3 separate regions of the Zea mays genome follow, and regions 2 and 3 are each linked to region 1. A link is a contact called in public Hi-C data. All regions are on one chromosome and are shown on one strand. Each heading gives the region's core, a stretch centred on a gene start, on an enhancer-like site or on the middle of the called end of the contact. The rest is flanking DNA. Distances are from core to core; before and after follow the strand shown.

Region 1 (4,046 bases), core at 624-3,123:
TGGTGGGGCGGACCTCGAACACCATCCTGCCCTGCGTCAGCTTCAGCTTCGGGTAGTCCTTGAGCACCGACTTCACCATATCCGCCAACGTGATCCAGCTCTGATTGAGCAAAACAAATCTCTCTCTCAGGTCTCAACACATAAAAATAATAGTAATATGAAGAGAAAAAGGAGGAGGCCCACTAAAGCTACCTTCTCATCGACGCATCTGAAGTGGACAGACACACAGAACTTGTTGTTCTCCACCTTGGCTCCAGGTATGCACTTGGTCTTTTCCACCAGAGAATCGTGCACCTGACAGCACAAACGAAATTGAGCATTGCAGACGCAGAGGAGGAGGAGGACTGGACAGCCATGGGCATGCATGGATTTTGTACCTGCTCTATCATGGGCAGGAACTGGCTGGCCGGCTGAAAGAGAACGCCGCCTCCTTTGGCCTGTGAGCCACACACATAGGACAGACAGAGCGAGATAAGTATCTTGGGGTGGCCGGAGAGGATGCAGGGACAAAGGTTGGAATGGATGGGTACCTTGGTGTGCCGGGACCCTTTGGCGGGGCCCTTGATGTCCATGCCGTGGCTGCCGGCGTAGTACAGCTCTGCCAGCTTCACGAATTCGAACACCTGCGACGACAGCAATCAGTGTTGAGCTTCATTCAGTGGCTGTGATCGACCATCGATAGTCGGTCCATGGCGCGCGCGCGCGCGTACCTTGTCGCGGCACCGCCCGCTCACGATCGCCGTCGGGAAGTGCTTGGCGACGCTCCGCACCGCCCGCCGCATCTGGCCGGGGGGGAAACAAAACGGCGTTGATCAGAGCCAGCCACAGGTGAATGGAGCAGGGAGGGGAGGGCGGGGACAGTACCGTGTCGGACATGTAGGCGGCGTCGGGGTCGTCGACGATGGGGGACAGCGTGCCGTCGTAGTCGAGGAACACGACGATCTGCTTCCCCTTGGACGCCGCTACCAGCTGGTCGAACATGGCCAGCGCCGACGGGTGTTTCACCTGCACGATCGGATTCGGATCCATCATCAGGGGGGACGCGCGACGATATCGGCACGGACAGCGATAATGCAGGGGGCGGACGCGGACGCACCATCCACGCGGCGTACCGCTCCTCTTCGACGCCCGCGGCGAGCGCGGCGGCCGCCTTGGCGTGGGTGGGCGAGGACGCGCGCATGGACTCCACCCAGCCGCCGATGCGCCCGGCGCCGGCGCCCATCTGCAGGCACTTCTTGCGCACGGCGACGCCCGGCGCGGCCCGCGGCGGCGGGTACTGGAACAGCGGCGCCGAGTTGGGCGGTACCGCCACGGCCGCTTCAGGCACCGGCACCACCATGCCCTGCTTCGTCATCGAGAGCTCTGCCTCTTGGTCAGGCAAGCCGCTACGCTACTTGATCTCGATGGAAGGAAATCCTTGGGTGGCAGGCAAGCAACAGCTAGTGGTGGCGAAGCGAGCGACTCTGTCTGTCCTCGGTGCTTGCAGCTGCAGGGCCTGGCCTGGGAGAGCAGAGCAGAGCAGAGCAGAGGTGGGAGAAGGTGCGAGGAGAACCGGAGGAGGAGGGTGTGTGTAGTGTAGAAGACGGGGAGAGGACGGCCGTTATTTATAGTTGGGGTTGGGGGGCGCCAAGCCTCCCTAGAGCACGACGCGAATCTGTAGACGTGGGGCCCGCGGCGGTGCCCGGTGCTGGGCCCCGGATCGGCGTGGGACCCGCCGCCACACCAAGGGACCGGGCCCGGCCGGCCTCTGGATCGCCGAGAGGCCCCGGGCTATGGGCTCTGGCTCCTTGGCACAACGACCACCACCAACCCGGCCTGTGCTCCAGGTCCCACCCCAGGTGGCCCGCACGAAGGAGAAGGAACATCCGTGGGCACTGTGGAGTATATTACCGCGACTGAACATATGTCGCCTTCACCGCCTGTTACGGACCTGCAGTCACGCGCTGAAGGCGATCAACCAGCCAGGGCCCAGGAGTTACCTTCCTCGGCCGCGCGCGCGCACGCTGGTTCAATTCAACGAATCGGGACGGCGGCCGGGGTGTTGCGCAGCTTAGCTTAGCTAGCGGCCGCGCGGGCCATCCGGTGGGCGACACCGCGAGCCCCGGCCCCCGGGGCGCGGACGCGTGTGCGCCGTGCCACCCCGCCCCACGCGGCCCCGCCCCTGCTCTCGTGACGACTGACGACGCCCCCTTCCCCTCCCCTCCCTCGTGGCGGCACTCCTGTGGGCGCGCGGACACGACACCCCGTGGCCGCTTCCGCTGGCACGCACGTCCGATCCCTCACTGCTGCTGGTCTGCCGCGCGCATCGCATGCTACCGATCCGCCACCCCCCCCCCCCCCCCCCCCCCCCCCTTCTTTCGCGTGTCCGCTCTCGCGTCGTGTGCCTGCCCTGCCTGCGTGATTCGATGCAGATCTCTGCAAGCCCGGCCGGCCCTTGTCTCCTAGCCTGTTTTCTTTCGTCCTCCGCGCGCAGGGGCTAGCTGCGCCGACGACCGGACCGGCCGTCCTCGTTGATTTGTTTGGTGCATGCCGCATGCGGCATCTGTGCTGCCCTGCCCGTGCCCGGCATATCGGCCCATGCATGCAGATGCAGTGCAGGCATTCAGAGCACAGACCGCGACAATGCCATCATGCATTGCATTGCTTTGCTTTGCTTTGCCTGCCTCCACGTACACCAACGGCCGGTCCCCGTGCTGCCTAGGGTGCCTCCTAGTACCTAGTAGCTACGGTTAGTAGCTAGGCTAGCAGTACATGCATGTCTTATGGTGACACTTGCAACAGCGACGGCACGACGGGCCGGGATCCTGTCCCTGTGCCGAGAGCCACGCGCTGTACGTACGTGCCACCGAAACGAGGGTGCCGACACCGCTGGTCGTCGGATCTGTCCCTGCAGCTCCTCTGTTCCTGTAGCTGGAGTAGCCTGCGACCAACTATTACCTGTCCATTCACCATTCGCACACAGGCCGTGTCGTGTCGATGCACCGGCAGCCGGGGGCTAACGACGGAATGCGCGCGGAGGGCGTACGTGCATGTGTGTGTGTATGCGACGACGTACGCCCGTGCACTGTCGCCGCCCAGTGACACGCATATAGCAGAGAGGCCGGGAGACCGGCCGACGGTCGATGAACATGGACAACGCAAACGAATGTACGGCTGCTGCTGGCAGGGATGACACGTACGTACGAAAGGCCAAGGCTTGGAGTTTGTATGCGACGGAGCGGTGCCATGCACGCACACGGTTTTGGTTGGCCAATGTGGACCATTTGTCGGCGACACGTAGCGTCCGTACATGACTTCTCCTTTTTTCCCGTATTCCTTTCGTATACGCGCTTTTTTTATTCCTAACAAGGTCGGTGTAGGACAAACAAGTACTCGTGTACCTCGGTACTTGTCTGCCCGCGACGATCACGGCACGGTACCAAATTCTTCTCCCAATATATAACTCATCTGTTGAATTTTAGATAAAAGAGTACTATATACATCCGTCATCGTTTATTTTTTTTTCAAAAACTTTAAGCACTCGTCTTATTCAAAACATTTATTTAAAAATATAAAATTTTAAGCTAAGCATAAACTAACTTAAGTGATAAAACAAATTACAAAAAATAAATAATAACTTATTGTTTTTTGAATAAGACAAGTGATGAAAGTTTTTTAAAAAGTTAACGGTATCATATATTTATGAGCAGAGGGAATACATGTGTTTACGTGCTACTATTTAATTGAGCACCTTTTCATTATAAAACCAGAACCCTACTCTATCTTTTTTACATTAAAAAGAATACATTTCAGATTAGAGAAAAAATCTTAAACTGATAACATGTAATAAACTCCAATTTCCACTCCTTGAAAGCCCTATTTTTAACACCACCACCGAAGATGATACTCTCATTTGATCAGCTTATAGCTAGGATCACGAAATCTCTATTTTAAAAACCATCGTTATTGAAGATACTCTTATTTGATCGTCGGATCCTTTCTCTACCCTAAAGATACGTTTGGTATTACTCTGTTTTATTACTGCAGTACTTTTTTAGCTTTGGATG
Region 2 (3,806 bases), core at 891-3,390, 140 kb after region 1:
TTCTTTTGGCTAGGTGATGAACAAAAAAAAAGAAATGTCATTTAGCTAAGTGGAGTGTTTTATGTTAGCATAAAGACCAAGGTGGCCCTGGAATTCATCATGTAACATTAAAAATACTACCCTACTTAGCAATTAATAGTTGTTTAAACTCCTCAACACATATGGGACTTGATAGAAAATCCTTCGAAATAAATATCTAGGATCTAAACCTCTAGTGCAAGTAGAACCAAAGAGAGGGGACTCCCATTTTTTTGTTCTCTCATGAAAGTCAATCACGATTTTCTTCGCTATAGATCATTTGTGGTTGATGATGGATCACAAATGAGGTTCTGGGAGAAAATGCATTGAGAACGTAACTACACATGCCTTTAGAATATAGCTACACCTAAACTTGTAACTACACGCGAAGTGCTTGCAGTTCTTCCACCATATTTCTCTTGGGGTCCTAAGTATCTTTGGAATAATTACTTACCACGTATTACTAACATACAACTGTCCCAGGAGCTCTAGATGTTTTTTTCTTGGGATTGACATCTAAATGCATAATACTCAGTGAAATCATGTTGCCTAGCATTATTAATACATTTTGATGTCCCTAATTTAATAGAACTTTACAGACACTGAAAGCCCCATTAAAAATCAAAGCCTTCTTTTGGTACTTAAGAAAAAGGAGTTGTACTAATCAAGAATATAATCGTCCTAAGGTCAACTGGTGTGGAGTGTGGTAGTAAAAGATGTGTTGATTTTGTCATGAAGATAAGATAATTAGACACCTATATTTTTTTTCGAATGCCACTTCGCTTGTTCTATTTGATTGATTATTCAAGCGGTCAATGGACTAAGTAAACCTTAAAATGTTTCTCACTTGTTTTGTGGATGGTTAGAAGGATTTAGGGTTTAGGGTTTAGTTTGTGGCTAAATGTGCCACACTTTGCTTAAGATTAGTCGTCCGAATTGAATAACTAACTTTAGTCAGAAAAGTTAGCTAAAGTGTAGGAAATTAGATATCAAACCAAACATGGCTTTAGTAAAAAATGAAAACCGGCCGCTACGTTTGGAGCGGCTGCTATTGCTAGTCACTTAGGCATAGACGCGTAGTAGAGATAGATGATATTAGTTTTAAAAACAAAAAAACACATTCTCCATTTGCGATTATGTATTGGCTATATATATTTGATCTATTCTACAGGATCGGGAGCGTTCAAGTGTCTCCAAAGAAATTAAAGTAAAAAAACGATGTGACTTGTTGAGCTATACATGTATATGTCTATGTCGGAGGCTCTTCAATAATCTGCAAGTGCCATGAGACTCGTTATTGGCATGGCACCAGCAGCCGCTGGACCGATACGATGGAGGTGAAAAGTGGAGAGAGCACGCAAAGCACTCGCTCGGCCCTAGCACGTGTCGTGAGCAGCAAAATGCACAGTGCGAGACGGAGCTCTGCTTCGGCAAGGTACGCTACGTACTAGAAGAGTCGGCAGATCAAACATGCTTGACATAAAGTAGAAGTGGATATATAGGTAGCTAGCCTAGATTGACAGATGATGATGATAAAAAAAAAAGAAGGCTGGTTGGTTGTCGAGTAAAGGAACAGTGTTCCAACTAGATAGATAAAAAGCTGGGTGTACTTTTGCTCAACATCCTCAGGTATACCAAGAAGAGAAAAAGCAGGGGCGATGGATTTGAGTGGCAGAGGGGGAGGAGGGGGCCGGCCACGTGACGAGGATCGGAGTCGGACACCTGAGTCGGAGGGTGGTGGTGGTGGCGGCGGCGGGAGATGGAGATGGAGATGGAATGGATGGTGCTGGCCGCTTTTTATCCGGGAGATAAGAGACGATAGGCAGATAAGGTGCGATGGATTAGTTAGCTAGCAGCAGCAGCTGAAAGCAGGGGGGGCACTGGGCAGCAGTTGGAATGGAGCAGAAAGCCCCGTGGGACTGTAACTGTACCCGCGCCGCGGCGCCGGGGGTAGGGTACTCTAGTACTCTACTACAATTGTTTGCATCAACAACATCCCGATTCGGGGGTACCTCTGCCTCTTACCTGGAAAGGGAGCAAGGGAGCGTCAGCATCGCACTGTCCTGCTCCTGCTCCTACACGGCCGCACCACCCGTCTGCCTCACCGCAGGCAGGCCGGGGCCGGTTGACTCAGAAACGCACGACGGCTCGGTACGCGACAAGACACGAACACGTCATGCACTGTAGCCAGTGCCAGAGGCGGGCGCGGCGTAAATATCGCCGCAACGCTCGACGGCTCCGCTAGTTGCACGCCGCTTTGCTTTTTCTCGGCCGACTCCGACTCCGATCCGACGTACGCGTTGTCGGCCGGGCGCCTCTGCTCGCGCAGTCGCACGTGCGCAATCGGTCTCTTCTTCGCTGCTTTTGAGTCCCGCGCGCGTGCCGCCGGCGCCACGGATCCGCACCGCACCGCCCCGTCTCTTCCACTCTTTCTGCATCCAGCACACCTCCCTCGTCCGTCACACGAAAACGGAATCGTCGGTAGCACCTGAGGCTGAGACTGAGACTGCGATTCTTCCTTCAATCAATCACGGTTGGCCGGTCAGTTCCACAACGGAAGCACTGCAGGACAGCATGCAGTGCAGTGCAGTGCAGTGCAGCAGAATGCATGCAATGCAGCATAACTTCACTGACGGGAGGTTCTTATATATATTCCCATATCATCACCCTGGCCAAACACGTCCGCTGCCCTTCCGATATGGTACGAATACGATCCTCTATCTCTCTCTCTCTTTGTCAATCCCACGTGCACATGCAACCCGCACCTCCTTGTCATTCTGTTCCACTCTCTTGTGTTCTTTGTATCGGAGAATTGAGTAGCTAGAATTCGCCGGACACCGACCAGATCCATCCACACATTAACTGACACCCCTGCAGCATAATATTACTACTATAATCTGTGGAGAAACTTTTTGTTATGTTTCTGTTTCCAGTAGTAAGCATTGTTACAAACGAAAAATATCCTCAGTACATAAAATTATCAGTGAGCAAACTGTCTTAGCTGAGTTATTTGAAGTATAGATTGATTAAGCACCAAATCTAAATAACAAAATAAAAGATATATCAATTGCTTCATAAAAATGAAAATATACTTTAGAGCACAAATACAAACGATCGATGTATCACAATGCAGGCAGAGGGAGTAAGGGATACAACCATATTGCTCATCTCAAGAGAAGAGATATGTTTTAATCATGGTATATTTGAAACGCACCTGTTTACTTCTAGGTTTCATAGTCCTGAAGCATCCGAGGTAAATTATCAAAAACTGATAACTGAACTTATTAAGAGCAGGGCATTATTTAAGAATATTAATATAAAGAAATATAACACCCTAGAATAAGAACAACAAAATCCTGTGGGAAATTACTACACTTCACAAAAAACATAATAGCAAACAGATTAAAAACAGAGATTGTATTGATCATAAAACTAACATAGCTGAACCAACCATAACCAAAGCTCCAACATAAAAACATAACAAACGATCTATCTGAAACAATCATAACCAAGCTCCAACATAAGAACCTTCGTTGCCACAGCGTCATCAAACCCATGTTTCATATGTCATACGAAAAAATTAAAAAATAAATAAAAGGGCATTTGACTGTTCGAATTTTTAAATGTACATGGTGCGATGGCCCATAAAAGAGAGCATGTTTCTTGTTGTCCACTATTCATGCTCATTAATTTTGGTCGGCAAGGTACTTGGGCCGACTTGATCAACGCATGTGTCTACTATTAGCAAAGCCCACATTTAATATGGCCTCCGACCAGTTGGACGCTAA
Region 3 (4,006 bases), core at 1,306-3,805, 190 kb after region 1:
AAGAGTTTATAAGCACTAGAAAGTTTGACTTTGGTTTGATTTAGAATAGCACACTTAGTTTCTTTTTCATAAAGAATTTGAAAGGTCTTTTTTGTTTCGTAGTAGTAGAATTGCTAGAAGGTGATGGTAGCAAAGTGCTCGTACATTGTTATGGTTTCTATTTATATGAGTATACAGTATAAATCACAAAAATTTGTATGTTCTGTTGATTAGGTAAGTGTGAATTTAGATGCTAATAACTATGGTTCGAATATGTATTTGTGCATAATTTTAACTTATTTTAAGAAGTAACTAAATGTTGTGTACTTAAATAGAGAAGTAAATAAATGTTGTGTATTTAAACATTCATTATATAATTATGAGAAGATTAGATAAAGTAGTTGTGGTAGTCTATAGCTATAACCGATGTGAAATTATCGATATAGATCGTTATAACTTATTCGGTTAGGGATAAATTTAGAAGGATTAAATCTCATCGTATATAAATTTGTATAGGATAAATTTGTATAGGAGGGAAATAAATCACATCCTATATAAATTTATATAGAAGTATATTTATAAATCCACTCCGATCTTTCTCGACCCACTCCCAACAGTTCTGGTCCTGTTTGGCACAGCTTATTTTCAGCTTCTTCACAAATTTAAGCAGAGGTTCTACCAAACAGGCAGCTTCTGCAGCAGCTTATCAGTTCCGCTGCTTCTCAGAATACACTAAAAGCAGCCAACAAACAGAAGCTGCTTTTCACCAGCTTCTCAGATAAGCTGCTTTTTCAACAAGCACCAGCTGTGCCAAACAGGGCCAGAATACAGAACACGAAACACGCTTTATTTGCACGAGAACTTGATCGTCTTTGAGATCGTTTGAAAAACAACCGGACTGTTTATCCGCAACTTTCTGCCATATCTGCCGGTAGCTATAGACGCTGGCAAGTGTATGTATACAGTACACAAACTCCCAAAAAGGCCATGTATGCATCAAAGAGAACACAATGGACGAAATCCGCAAAGGCAATTTTGCAGCACGAGTAACATCACAACTAAGAACAATGGTTGAATACACACTATAGAAGTACAGATCCATTTTTTTTACAGACAGACCAGTACACCAATGCAGTGCACTCGGGGACGCCGGTCACAAAAACGCCGGCGAAGTCCAGGGCCAACAACTGAGCAAAACCTACTTAATACACATGGGCCGGCGGCCTGCAGATTGCCTAAAACCTCATCTGCGGCGGCCAGAGACACTGCCACTACTGAACTACAACAGCACATCTGTCGGCGAAGGGCGACTAGTTGGAGAGCAGCGCGTCCCAGTCGATCTCGTAGGACGGGTACTTGCGGAGCACGAAGCTCTCGTCCTCGTCCCACGGAACCTCGCTGAAATCCAGCTGTCCCATGTCCGCCACCGGCGGCGCCACCACCGGCGTCGGGGAGGACGAGGACATCTCGTCGTCCGACCCGAACCCGGAGCCGGAACCTTCGTCGGAGGAGCTGTTGCTCGGAGACGCCGCTGCCGCTTCCAGAACGGACGCGTTGATTGGCGTCGCCTTGCTCTTGGCCTTGGAATTCTTGGATGACGACGACGCGGCGGCGATGGTGGCGCAGATGGCCTGCAGCTTGGCGTCCACGGCGGGGTCGAGCGGCGCCCTGGACTCCGCGTTGTCGGGGAAGTTGAGCCGCGCCGCGTCCCCGCGGAGGCGGTACGCCGCCTGGTCGTAGGCCAGCGCCGCCTGCTCGGCGGTGTCGAAGGTCCCGAGCCACAGGCGGGTGCGGTTCCGGGGGAGCCGGATCTCGGCCACCCACTTGCCCCAGTGACGCTGCCGCACGCCGCGGTACAGCTTCACAGGCCGCTGCGGCGCCGGCGCCGGCGGCACTGGGACGGCGGGCTTCATGGGCTGCGCCCGCGGGCCCAGCCCCGGGTTCCGCTGCAAGTGGAGCTGGGCCTGGATGAACTGCATCTGCGCCGGGCTCAGGTGGGTCGCCGGGTACTGGGCTGCGGCCGCTGGGAAAGACGGCGCCGGCGGCATGGCCAGAGGGGATGGGGCGTCGTCTTGCATGAAGGACTCCATCGCTCGCATCAGATCCTCGCTGGGCCCGGGGAGATTTATAGCAGCGGCCATCAAATGGTACAAGAATATACTACTCACAACTTTTTTTTCTGGGGATTTTTTTTTTGTAAGGAAGAAGACTAAATCGCCTGGTTCTTAGCTAAAATCAAAGAACTGGCACGACAGATCTTAACTAGACCTACCTATGTCACCAAAAGGGGAAGAAAAGAAAATGAGTAGATCAGATACCAGAAACTAAAAGGCTCCGGAGCTCTGTTCTAGTAGGTAGTAGGATCCAAGGAAAAAGAAGAGAAATCCAACTAGTCTCAAAAAGAGACGAGCGATGCGAAGAGGATAGTGAGAGTTGCAAGGATTATACCTGGAAGACGGAAGAACTCGCTCAGAGCTAGTCCTACCTCGCTCAGACCTCACGGAGACTGTGTGGATTGTGTTTTCTGGCTGCCGTGGAGTGCGGTGCGTTTGTTGAAGGGGATTGTGGTGTTTGGGTTGAGTAGCTCAGTGGGGCACCATGGCTGCTCTTTTATAGGCAGCGATGATCTTTTTCAACCTTATCAACCTGCTCACTAACCACTCTCCTAATCATACTTTTCGCCCGAGGGCTCCAACCCATGAAGCTTCGTCTGTGCCGCTTCCATGCGGGCCCGGGTCCACACGGAGAATCCGCGGCTGCGTCGGGTGGTATCGGCGGGCTCAGTGACAGGTCAGGGAGCCACTCCCGTGGCACCACGTGTGCGTTCGCAGGACACGTGTCCGGGACGCGACCGGAACGTGTCAGTCTGCGGACGCGTGGCGCAGAGCCAGTGGGATCGTTTGGCTGTTCGCTGTAAGAATGGGTTCCAGAGTGCGGCGGTAGGACAGGACAGGAGACCTGCCGGGCGCGTGTTATAGCGAACCCGCACGCAAGTGTGCGGCCTGCGGGCTGCGGCGCAGATAGCAGTGGTGTACTACTGTGGTAGTGGCGTGCACCGCTGATTTGTTTTATTTATCAGTACTGCAGTACTAACAAAGAACCTTTTTGTCTCTTTTTTTATGGATGGATCCGTGCTTTGTTTGTCACATCTTATATGACGCCAATGGTAATGGTACGAATCACGTATAGATACTAGTTGGTTATCCGTGCGTTGTTACGGCTCACAATAATACATATGTAATCTATCAACCAAAAAGATCTCAACACTTTTTATTTATTATCTCCGCTCTTCGCATAATATTTTTTTATTTAACTAACTGATGTTGTTGTTTACTCCATCCAATATGTCTTGGTACAACACGGTCAACGAAGAAAGCGATTAGAAGAGAGTTCACAACGATTGGTTGAACGAACATAGATTATAGAATGACATAATTCGACCATACAAAGACCAAATAAGAGAAAGTTTGTGAGCTCAAGTTTCTAAAATAAGTCACATGAACTCAAACTTATAAAAAATAGATCAAAATATGGAGTGGTTGCTAAAGTCAGGCATCAATAAAAACTAGATGCGCTCCATACAAAATATGGTACTTCGTAGCAATTATTAACATTTAAAACCAACAAATAACCTTTCCTTTTATTGTTAGCGTGACAAATCATTGTTGTTCCATCCAATTCAGCAACCTCAAACACCATGGAGTCCATTGCGTCAATGTGGACTCAGAAACGACCTAATGCATGCAAGGGCCAAGAACACAAGGGACGAGCACCATGTGGTAGTGCCCGCATAGATCTCCAAATCCTAACACATATTTTGCAGGATCCATGAGCCATCATAAGAAGAACACAAAACATATGCAGATAATAAATAAAGTATTAACACACCCAATTTATGTTTAGTCCTTAGCACAACAAAAAACAAACATCCAAAACAACAGAAGAACAACACAATACTTTTTTGCAATGACAAAAGGATGGGTGACAGGTACATACAAGTGATAGAAGCATACCGAGTCGACACCGT

What was found. A called contact is a pair of places that touch in the nucleus more often than the background predicts.
Region 2: a contact with region 1 is called in a Hi-C map of bundle sheath, with 3 times the contacts expected there. The contact joins the enhancer-like site here to the promoter of LOC100275460 in region 1. A contact is called at or near these places in 12 of 25 Hi-C or Micro-C datasets (bundle sheath, ear, endosperm and 5 more) and 1 of 3 datasets of contacts at active chromatin or transcription factors (leaf).
Region 3: a Hi-C map of endosperm shows a contact between it and region 1, with 3 times the contacts expected there. The contact joins the promoter of LOC542569 here to the promoter of LOC100275460 in region 1. A contact is called at or near these places in 2 of 25 Hi-C or Micro-C datasets (bundle sheath and endosperm).

The regions. Positions count from the first base shown.
Region 1 is chr1:222,673,592-222,677,637 of Zm-B73-REFERENCE-NAM-5.0, reverse strand. It overlaps LOC100275460, which reads right to left and starts at 1,873. Exons shown (of 8, transcript XM_035964242.1): 1 at 1,097-1,873; 2 at 865-1,005; 3 at 711-782; 4 at 531-623; 5 at 378-437; 6 at 193-294; 7 at 1-100. The coding sequence starts at 1,354.
Region 2 is chr1:222,530,680-222,534,485 of Zm-B73-REFERENCE-NAM-5.0, reverse strand. No RefSeq gene overlaps it. Among protein-coding and RNA genes, the nearest start is that of LOC542569, 51 kb to the right of the region's middle. Within about 2 kb of position 2,140, at least 18 of the 20 cell types and tissues checked have an H3K27ac peak or open chromatin away from gene starts, as enhancers often do. A contact at or near this core is called in bundle sheath, ear, endosperm and 4 more, where this site is marked.
Region 3 is chr1:222,479,673-222,483,678 of Zm-B73-REFERENCE-NAM-5.0, reverse strand. It overlaps LOC542569, which reads right to left and starts at 2,555. Exons shown (of 1, transcript NM_001347867.1): 1 at 992-2,555. The coding sequence starts at 2,120. The coding sequence ends at 1,290.